Linked DNA regions of Mus musculus: region 1 is linked to region 2. The links are chromatin contacts, called in public promoter capture Hi-C maps. All regions are on one chromosome and are shown on one strand. The core of a region is the stretch at or near the end of the contact, and the rest is flanking DNA. Distances in the headings are between cores, read along the strand shown.

Region 1 (4,414 bases), core at 1,027-3,526, 340 kb before region 2:
AATTGACTGACTGCTTGATAAATAAGTAGGAATTAGATAATTCAGCAGCTAAGAGCTGGAGCTGCTCTTTGCAGAGAACCTCAGTTCAGTTCCCAGTACCACATCAGGCTCACAAGCACCAGTAACTCCAGCTTCGGGGATCTGACTCTCTCCTGCCTGGCCTCTGTAGGCACTGCACCCACACTCACAAATAAAAATAAAATCTTTAAGAGCAGAAATAAGCTATACTATTAGTAGATTGTATAGCAATAATCATGACCACGCTTCAGATTTTTCCCTGTCATGCGTTTCAAAGATATGAGAACCCACACTAGCTGATGTGTCACATCATTAAATCATAAAGAGCATTGGCATATCTCAAAGATGTGAGGCCCACACTATGCAGAGGGTCTCATTACAGAATCATAAAGGATCATCTGCTGAAAGCCTAACCTTGGTTTCCATTTCTCCGCGTTAACACATATTTCTCTCAGTGCATTGTTGGCTCCATTCTGTGCTTCCACTTCAACATAGCAACTCCTTCCTAAAACACAAACGTTGAGTTTCATAGCTAGATTTTCCTGAGCCACTCTATTGAAAAAGAGGAACCAGAGAATTCTTTAAGTCCCATGGTACCTCCAAGCTAATCCAAGCTTTGTTTGCTTTCTAGCACTAGGAGCAGTTCCTTCTCCTTTTGATTGTTACCTCTGCTGCCGAGGCCTGAAGACACTGCAGGTCCGGATGGAGAAACATTTCAAGAATGGGATGGCGGTGGCTCGTTTCCTGGAGACCAATCCCCGGGTAGAAAAGGTTGTTTATCCTGGTATGTCAACCTGAGTTCTAGGCAGTTCTGTTTAGGTTAAGACTTTATATGGGTCATTCATTCTTTGTGAGTTTCTTTTCTCGTGTAATTTTACATTGTTCATTGGTTACTGTCACTTTCTGTCAGGCTCTGGAATGAGCATGGTGGGGCATGGATAGACAAGATGTTGGTCTGAAGGCAATGAATGTCAGGTGTTAAGACCGCCTTCACATGTGAGATGCTTTTGCATCTGAGGCTTGTGTAGACCCCATCACAGGATAATTCTGTTAATTGCCTGATGGCCCTGCCAGTCACTTGTTCAACACTAGCTCTTACTATAGTCTGATTTAAGTTTGTCTCACTGAGACAATATACCAGAATTCTCCCCAGACTCTTTTCAGTTCACCAGCCTTTTCGGGTAGATTCGTAGGCTCATTGTTTCCCTCTGAGTTTATGTTAGCAGGTAAGCTGCCATGGGCTTATGCAGCCTTGTTCTTAGATCCTGTGGCCACAGGATGGATCATGAGTACAGTAGTTAAGATTTTTGTCTTCAAGGAAATTGGGCAAACCATACTAGATATGTATATGAGCTCGAATCTCTCACTGCTATTTGGTAAAATGCATTTATTTTATTAATATTGCATGCATATTCCTACAGAAAATACAAGCCCAACAGTTGTTGGATACCTCTGGAAATACTTGACCATGAACATTTAACAAGTGCTATCCACTGCCTGAAGATAGCCTTGTTCCTAAAATACATTAAGGAATTGCAGAAGGGTGCAATTAACCAGGGAGTTCGGACCTGCAGAGATCCTGAATAGAGAGAGCACAGGCTGATGGAGTCAAGAGAAGAGACATGGTCGGGGCATGGGAGGAGTAGAAGAGATGTCTTAAATGCTTGACAGGAGAGAAAGACTTGCACAACCCCATTGTTAGGGATACTTTCGGCAGACTTAGGGGTCAGTGGCCTTGCTCCCTTGAAGTTGTATATGTAGCTCTAGAATGAAACTTCTCTCGTGTTCTGTGGTTGCAGGGCTACCCTCTCACCCTCAGCATGAGCTGGCCAAACGCCAGTGCTCGGGCTGCCCAGGGATGGTCAGTTTCTACATCAAGGGTGCTCTGCAGCATGCTAAGGCCTTCCTCAAAAATCTAAAGGTGAGCTCAGGATTGGATTTTCCCCCAACGCTTCCTTTCTGGAGTAAATTTTATGGTGCTGTAACACAGTCTTAGTCCTTATTGCTTGCCATAATTCCCAACACTGGATAGATTAGCCCGTTTTTCATTTCTATCACAAAATGCCAGAGACAGGCTATTTTATAAATAAAAGTTTACTTCACTGACTGTTGAAGACCAAAAGCATAAGTTCAGTGTTAGGTGGCCCCTTCCTTAAGTCCTGGTGGCAAATGGCATCATGTGTGAGAGCAGTCACCAGTCAAGGAGCCCATTGGCACCTAAGGTCCCTGCTTCTTAAAGGTATACCACACTGAGGACCTCAACTTTGACCCATGAGCTTTGGTAGAACCAGCCCCGCCCAGACCGGGCAGATCACTCAGGGTATAGTTCTGGTGGCTGAAGGGACCAAATCTCCTGTCAGTATCCATGTGGCCAACATCTGTCTTAAGCATATTTGATACATACAGATTTTTTAGGTATTGTCTAAACAATAAATAAAAAAATAAATAAAAAATAGGGTGATGCAGGAGACTGGCTTTGGTCAGTTTATTGTTGATTCATTGATTTTGTAGTGCTGAGATGAAACTCAGGATCTTGGACATGTCAGGCAAGCACACTTTCACTGAGCTATGGCCCTTACCTTGTAAAGTTCATGGAGATAAGGTCTCACTGTGATGTTTAGGCTGGCCTTGAACTCACAGAGATCCTCCTCCTCTGTCTCCTGAGTGCTAGAATGATAGCCCAGGCTTCAAAGGCAAGCAGCTTTTCATGTTTTAAAGATTTGAAGACAGTACATCTAATTGTCAAAAGCATTGTCTTAAACTGTAATATGACTTTTTTCTTATTATCTTGCCTGATTCTTGATTTATTCATAGTTATTATCACTCTTCATGCTTTCATCAGAAGCATTCATTTTCAGATTTTAGCACCATTATCAGCTGTTCTAAATTTCTGTTTTCTTTGCTAGCTGTTTACTCTGGCAGAGAGCCTGGGAGGATATGAGAGTCTGGCTGAGCTTCCGTAAGTATTCTCCTGTTTCTCTGTTATTTTTGCATATCACTTATCTAGTCTTTACTTTTAATTGTTGATTGTTTTACCTTGATTTCTTTATGTCTCCTGCTAAGCTGCTGCATTGGGCTGAGTGTCTCTCTCACTCACTGACATAAAACCACAGCTCTCATCTTCAAGGGAGTAAGACCACAGACCCAGGAACCCAGATTAAGTTAACACAAATTCCATGTTCCAATGTGGAAGCAGTTTCACAGGGTGTCTTAGTCAGGGTTTTACTGCTGTGGACAGACACCATGACCGAGACAAGTCTTATAAAAAACATTTAATTGGGGCTGGCTTACAGATTCAGAGGTTCAGTCCATTATCATCAAGGTGGGAGCATGGCAGCATCTAGGCAGGCATGGTGCAGGAAGAGCTGAGAGTTCTACGTCTTCATCCAAAGGCTGCTAGTGGAAGACTGACTTTCAGGCACCTAGGGTGAGAGTATTAAGTCCAAATCCACAGTGAAACACCTACTCCAACCAGGTCACACCTCCAAATGGTGCCACTCCCTGGTCCAAAAATATACAACTCATCACACAGGGTTTTTTATAGTTTCACAGAACAAAAAAAAGTTATAAATCAAGACAAGTTTAAGATACATTGTTTGGAACAATGAGATAGTGAGAGCCATTTTATAGTCCCAAAACGCTGTTGATGAGACTCTTAATCTTGGATTGTTGGAAGCTAGTATTCTGCTAACTTAATAGCTTCTAAGAGGTCTTATTTATTACCATCACAAGATGTTCAGATACAGAGTGGGGCAAGGAATTGCTATTTCAGAAGGCTAACACTAGCCCAAGATAAAGTAAATAGTCTCTGATCCTACAAAATTCCAATTCTTCCACAGTACTGAATTCCAATCAGTCCATCAGTCTCTATAGACACAGACTCCTTCTAGATTTTTATTCACAGCTAGACTTTGTTCATTCACACACCTCAGCAGAGGGTGGGGACCACAGGCATGTGCCATCTCCTAAGTCATATAAGCCTGTGGGGACAAGGTAAAGGAGGGAGCAATGCCCTTCTCAAATGCTTCCTCTTGCCCAGTCCTGCCAGAGAGAGAAATAACTATGTCCTATGCTGCCATTCTCCCCATTGGGCCTTGGAAGGGAGATTGTAGACTTTATCCCAGAAAAGCTGTCAAGGTTCCCTGGAGACTAGAAAATATGTCCTGTGCCCAATGTGATAAGAGGAGGGTCTACCTATACTGTAAACCCACTTATCTTCTTAATATGTTGTCCTTGATGATGATGTGCTCTCTGAGTAGATATACCCAAACTTACCTGACATTCCACCGCCTCCCTAACCCAGGTATTAGCCAGAGGATTTTAGAGAAGAGGCACCCAGAAGCTTGTATTACAGACAGGGAGACAGACCCAGCGAGCTAGGCTGGTAAGTTCAGGA
Region 2 (4,573 bases), core at 1,449-3,948:
AGGTGAAACATGATCAAAGAAGACACTTAACCCCAGCCTCTAGGCCCCACATGCGGAGGTCATCAACAGCACATGTGCACACCTCCACGTGTGCGTTCTCTTTCTCGATCACATATACACACATGCAGAAATAAACAAAAATGCCAATTTTGAAACAAAATTTCTCTTCTGATACAACCTCATGTTGAATTCATTTTAACTGTTTTATTGAGAAATTATTGTATAAAGTGTTAGCTAAAATGCAACCAGTTGGGATCATCCAAACGTGCAGTCACCCCATTCTTGTGTTTTACAGGCATCTCTCTATGCTCTGGATCCTAGGGCAGGACTCCTGACAGTTGTGCTATGTTGGGACACTGTTTGCCTCTAAAGCCATGCTGGTTCAGTGAAGTGTTTACTCTGGGAGCTTCATTTCCCTCTGCTTGGCCACCTACACCCCATTCCTCAACCACAGCAGTAAATGTCTAAAATTGGTGCTGGTTCTGATAAACATGGTGATGACATCAGCCTGTGCTCCAGCTCCTGGAGAACAGTGACTACTCAGTCACTTGTGAGCAGTTAGGTCCCAGCAGCACTGTCCTGTCTGTACAACTCCAGGCCAGTTACCGCAGGGATCTCTAAGGCTTGTCATACATACTCAGGGAGGGTGGGTAAAGAAAAGAACCATATAACCATTTGAAAGGAGATTAACCTTATGTGGCACATCAACATGTCGCTGACCTCACTGAACTGTATATGTAAATGGGAGAGAGAGATGTAAGACAGACAGAGAGAGAGAGAGGGAGAGAGAGAGAGAGAGAGAGAGAGAGAGAGAGAGAGAATCGAGTCTGCTATGTAATGGTCAATAACTGTACCACACCATGGGGATGCTCCTCTGCACATTAAGCCAGGCTGTGTGAGCCCAAAGTAAGCATCCATTCTTTGCCAATTAGCAAACCACACTTATCCACAGAAGTTTCTAGCTACAAGTGCCACAGGAAAAAAAAAAAAACCCTCAAAAACACCATGTGAGAGTTGGGGATAGGGAGCATGCGGAAGCATGGCTTCCTCTGGGTAGTTCTGTGATGGATACGATGCCAAGGACCGAGAAACCCTTACCTCCTGTCTCTGGAATTGCGGAGATCTGCGATTCACTCCTCTATAAGGATGGGGGGGGGGGGCACAAGTGTGTGTGTGTTGGGGGGGGTAGTGCGTGTGTGTGTGTGTGTGCTACTGGAGAGTCCTCCACTTTGGTGTACACAGTACCCGGCTTCTTAGGGGGCTGCGGCATCTGTGCCTTCCTGACCCTCCCTGCAGACAGTAGCTACCTGAGAACCTTTAGTGCTGGCAACAGAAAGACAGTTTGCCAAGAAGGTTAGTTGCTGTGCGGCTGAAGCCATAGGACCTGCCTGGCTCCCAGGTGCCCAAACATCGCAGCGGGATTAGCAGGTTGAGCTAGAGTTGTCATCATACCTCCTCTTATAACGCAAGGGGCAAACATCAGTCTGCACTGGCTTGAGCAGCGTCTACCCACCTCTGTGCCTAGGCTGTTTGCATCTTCACAAGCGCCTGGCAAGTCTGGACCGACTTGACTAGCTCTTGTAAGCTCCGCAAGCGGCTTAGGCTCTTGGCTGGAGGCTGCAACCCGGGGCCGCATGAGCGGCAGGAATTCTGGGTGCTAGTCACTTTCAGAAAGTTTCCCTACATTTACGGCTCCCTACAAACGCCCCCACTCTACCAACTACTTACCAATAGCGGCGACCAACAGACGGACAGCACACACATGATCCCCATGAGCTGGATGGCCGTCTCCGTGGTGATTCTGCCCCACTGGGCGCTGGACTGCGAGACGGCGGCTTTGGCCCGACAGCGGGACACCAGGGCTTTGATGGTCGCCAGGTTGCAGGCAAAGGTCACCACCAGAGCCAGCAAGCCCAAGCAGGCGAAGGCGGAGGCAAAGGCCACGCTGCCCGGCTCGCGCGCAGGGTCTGTCTCGTTGCCCGCCGGCCCGGTGCTGATGAAGCACCACGTGCCCGGCCACTGCACGCTGTAGCGGCCCACGCCCAGCACCGGCAGCAGCGCGAAGGCGAGCACAGACAGCCACACGCCCAGCAGTACCGCGCGCGTGGCGCGAGTCTTCATGTGGCTGGCATACCAGTGCGGCGCACGGATGGCCAGGGCGCGCTCCACGGCCATGGCGCTGGCCACCAGGAGCGAGGATAGCCCGAACACTGTCATGGTTAGCCCGAAGAAGGTGCACAGACGCCCCGATGGGTCGAGCTGCTCCCAGCGTCGCTGTGACAGGTACACGAGGATGACCACCGGGCTGGTCAGGAGCTGCCCCACTAAGTCGGTGAGCGCCAGCCAGCCAATGCACAGCAGGAAAGACTTCTTGCGCTTGCTCTCGCGGCGCCGGTAGCTGCGCGACACGAGCAGCATGGCCAGCGCGTTGCCCACGAAGCCAGTGACCATCATGGTGATGGGAAAGGCCACGGACACGGAGCCGCAGTCGTCGGTAGTACTTGACAGGTTGCTGTGCGCTTCAGCAGAGTGCTCCGGCGCCCACATGCTAGCCATAGTGGCGGGGCCACGGTAGGGCGCACGGGGCCGGAGCCTCCCGGCTCAGCTGCGGGATAGCAGCAGAGTGCACTGGGGGACAGCCGGAGCCCAGGCTCTGCTCTCCATCGCCCGCCGCCTCCCGCGCTAGGCTGCGGGGACTGGACAGGCGCCGCCCGACGCCGCGCGAGGCTCCTCCCGCGCCTTGGAGCTCGAGGGGCGGTGCTGCGAGTAGGCAGGCGAAGGGCGGTGTGGGCTGGGATCACCTGGCGCCGCGCCCCCTAGGTCTGCCTCTCCAGCTCTGGGACTCTGTAAAGTGCTCATCAGCCTTTGGGTTACGTGACACTGGAGAAAAGACGAAATCTGACATGTTAGTAGCTGCGTGAATCGCAATGCTGATTTCTCCTCATGTTTGACTGTCATTGAATTTGTTTTATTTAATATATATATATAAATATATATATGTATATGTATCAATATCATATGTATATACATATGATACTCACATCTGGGAAAGAATAGGGATGAGTTTGTGTTTTAAGTCTTCCTGAAACTATTGCCTTATTTTACTTTGGACTAATTCCAAACTCATATTGGTAAAATACTTTTCTAGGATAATGTCAGTTTAAAAATCCAAAACCAAGTAAGCACACAGGTGAAAGTACATAGCAAATTCACATTTTCACTGAGTGACATTTCAGTATAATGATACATTTAAATTTTAAGAGTATTCTGGAATTCATACATCAAAGAAAATATGCCACCCTTTAGTTAGATCAAAAATTTTATATTTATTAATAACTAACTTGTTTACATTATCATCCCCCTATTTCCCACCCCGCTGTGTGTGTGTGTGTGTGTGTGTGAGAGAGAGAGAGAGAGAGAGAGAGAGAGAGAGAGAGAGAGAGAGAGAGAGAGAGAGAGAGAGAGTCCTTTCGTATTTACATTGAGGTCAGACTTCAACATGGAGTGTCTTCCACTGTGACTCCCGGCCTGGTATGGCCTCACACACCCAAGCCCAACAGCCAGGCTACTTTTACTCAGGTGTTGGGAATCCCAATTCAGGTCTTCCTTTGAGTGGTTAGCATTCTATTCATTAGGTCACTTCCCCCTGCCTAATGCTTACTGAGAAGGTCGACCATAAGAACATGTATTGGCAAAGATAGTTAATCAATCTCTCTCTCTCTCTCCCTCTCTCTCTCTCTCCCTCTCTCTCTCTCTTATTGGATATTTTCATTTACATTTCATGTTATCCCCTTTCCCGCCCCTCCCTGTAACACCCTATCACATCTCTCCCCCTGCTTCTAAGAGGGTGTTCCTCCACCCACCCACCCACTCCCACCTCCCCACCTTTGATTCCCCTACACTGGGGCATCTATCCAACCTTCATAGGACCAAGGACCTCTCCTTCCACTTGATACCATGACAAGACCATCCTCTGCTACATATGCAGCTGGAGCCATGTGTATTCCTTTGTTGACAGCTCTTAACAAAGTTTCAGAAACCCTTCTCTTCTTGAAGCATTTTTTTTTTCCCAGCCAGAGTTACCTACATTTTAGCTGTTCACCCTGCAAATAAGTAACTTTTAGATTCTCCTGGTTGTTTTCCTGTTGGTTCTTTTGCTAGCTGCCAAGAGTTGACTTAGTTCATTTGAAACGACACTCCCCTCTAGTGGCTAAACTGCTAACATGCACTATCTTGTATTAAAGAGAATTTCTTTAAAACATTTTTTTTTTTAATTCTTTAATCCCCCTCCTGGTCTGCCTTCTAACTGTTCCACATCCCATACCTCCTCCTCCCCCCAAAACCCCGGCTCCAAGAGGATGTTCCCCACCCCCCACCCCTCAAGACCTTCCCCACTCCTTGAAACCTGAAGTCTCTTGAGGGTTAGGTGCATCTTCTCTGACTGAACCCAGACCCATCAGTCCTCTGCTGTATGTGTGTTGGGGGCCTCATACCAGCTGGTGTATGCTGCCTGGTTGGTGGCTCAGTGTCTGAGCGATCTCCGGAGTCCAGGTTAGTTGAGACTACTGCTCTT

The links. Promoter capture Hi-C pulls out the DNA fragments that hold promoters and counts their contacts.
Region 1: a contact with region 2 is called in a promoter capture Hi-C map of liver. The contact joins the enhancer-like site here to the promoter of Ptger3 in region 2. A contact is called at or near these places in 11 of 39 promoter capture datasets (the 3T3-L1 cell line, the C10 cell line, the HPC-7 cell line and 3 more), 1 of 484 Hi-C or Micro-C datasets (nephron progenitors), 3 of 115 datasets of contacts at active chromatin or transcription factors (all in embryonic stem cells) and 1 of 9 other capture datasets (pancreatic islet).

Annotation. Positions count from the first base shown.
Region 1 is chr3:157,903,708-157,908,121 of GRCm38.p6, reverse strand. It overlaps Cth (cystathionase (cystathionine gamma-lyase)), which reads left to right. Exons shown (of 12, transcript NM_145953.2): 8 at 650-802; 9 at 1,818-1,939; 10 at 2,925-2,977. Among named protein-coding and RNA genes, the nearest start is that of Cth, 19 kb to the left of the region's middle. Within about 2 kb of position 2,276, at least 1 of the 459 cell types and tissues checked has an H3K27ac peak or open chromatin away from gene starts, as enhancers often do. A contact at or near this core is called in liver, where this site is marked.
Region 2 is chr3:157,565,001-157,569,573 of GRCm38.p6, reverse strand. It overlaps Ptger3 (prostaglandin E receptor 3 (subtype EP3)), which reads right to left and starts at 2,698. Exons shown (of 4, transcript NM_001359745.2): 1 at 1,729-2,698. The coding sequence starts at 2,556.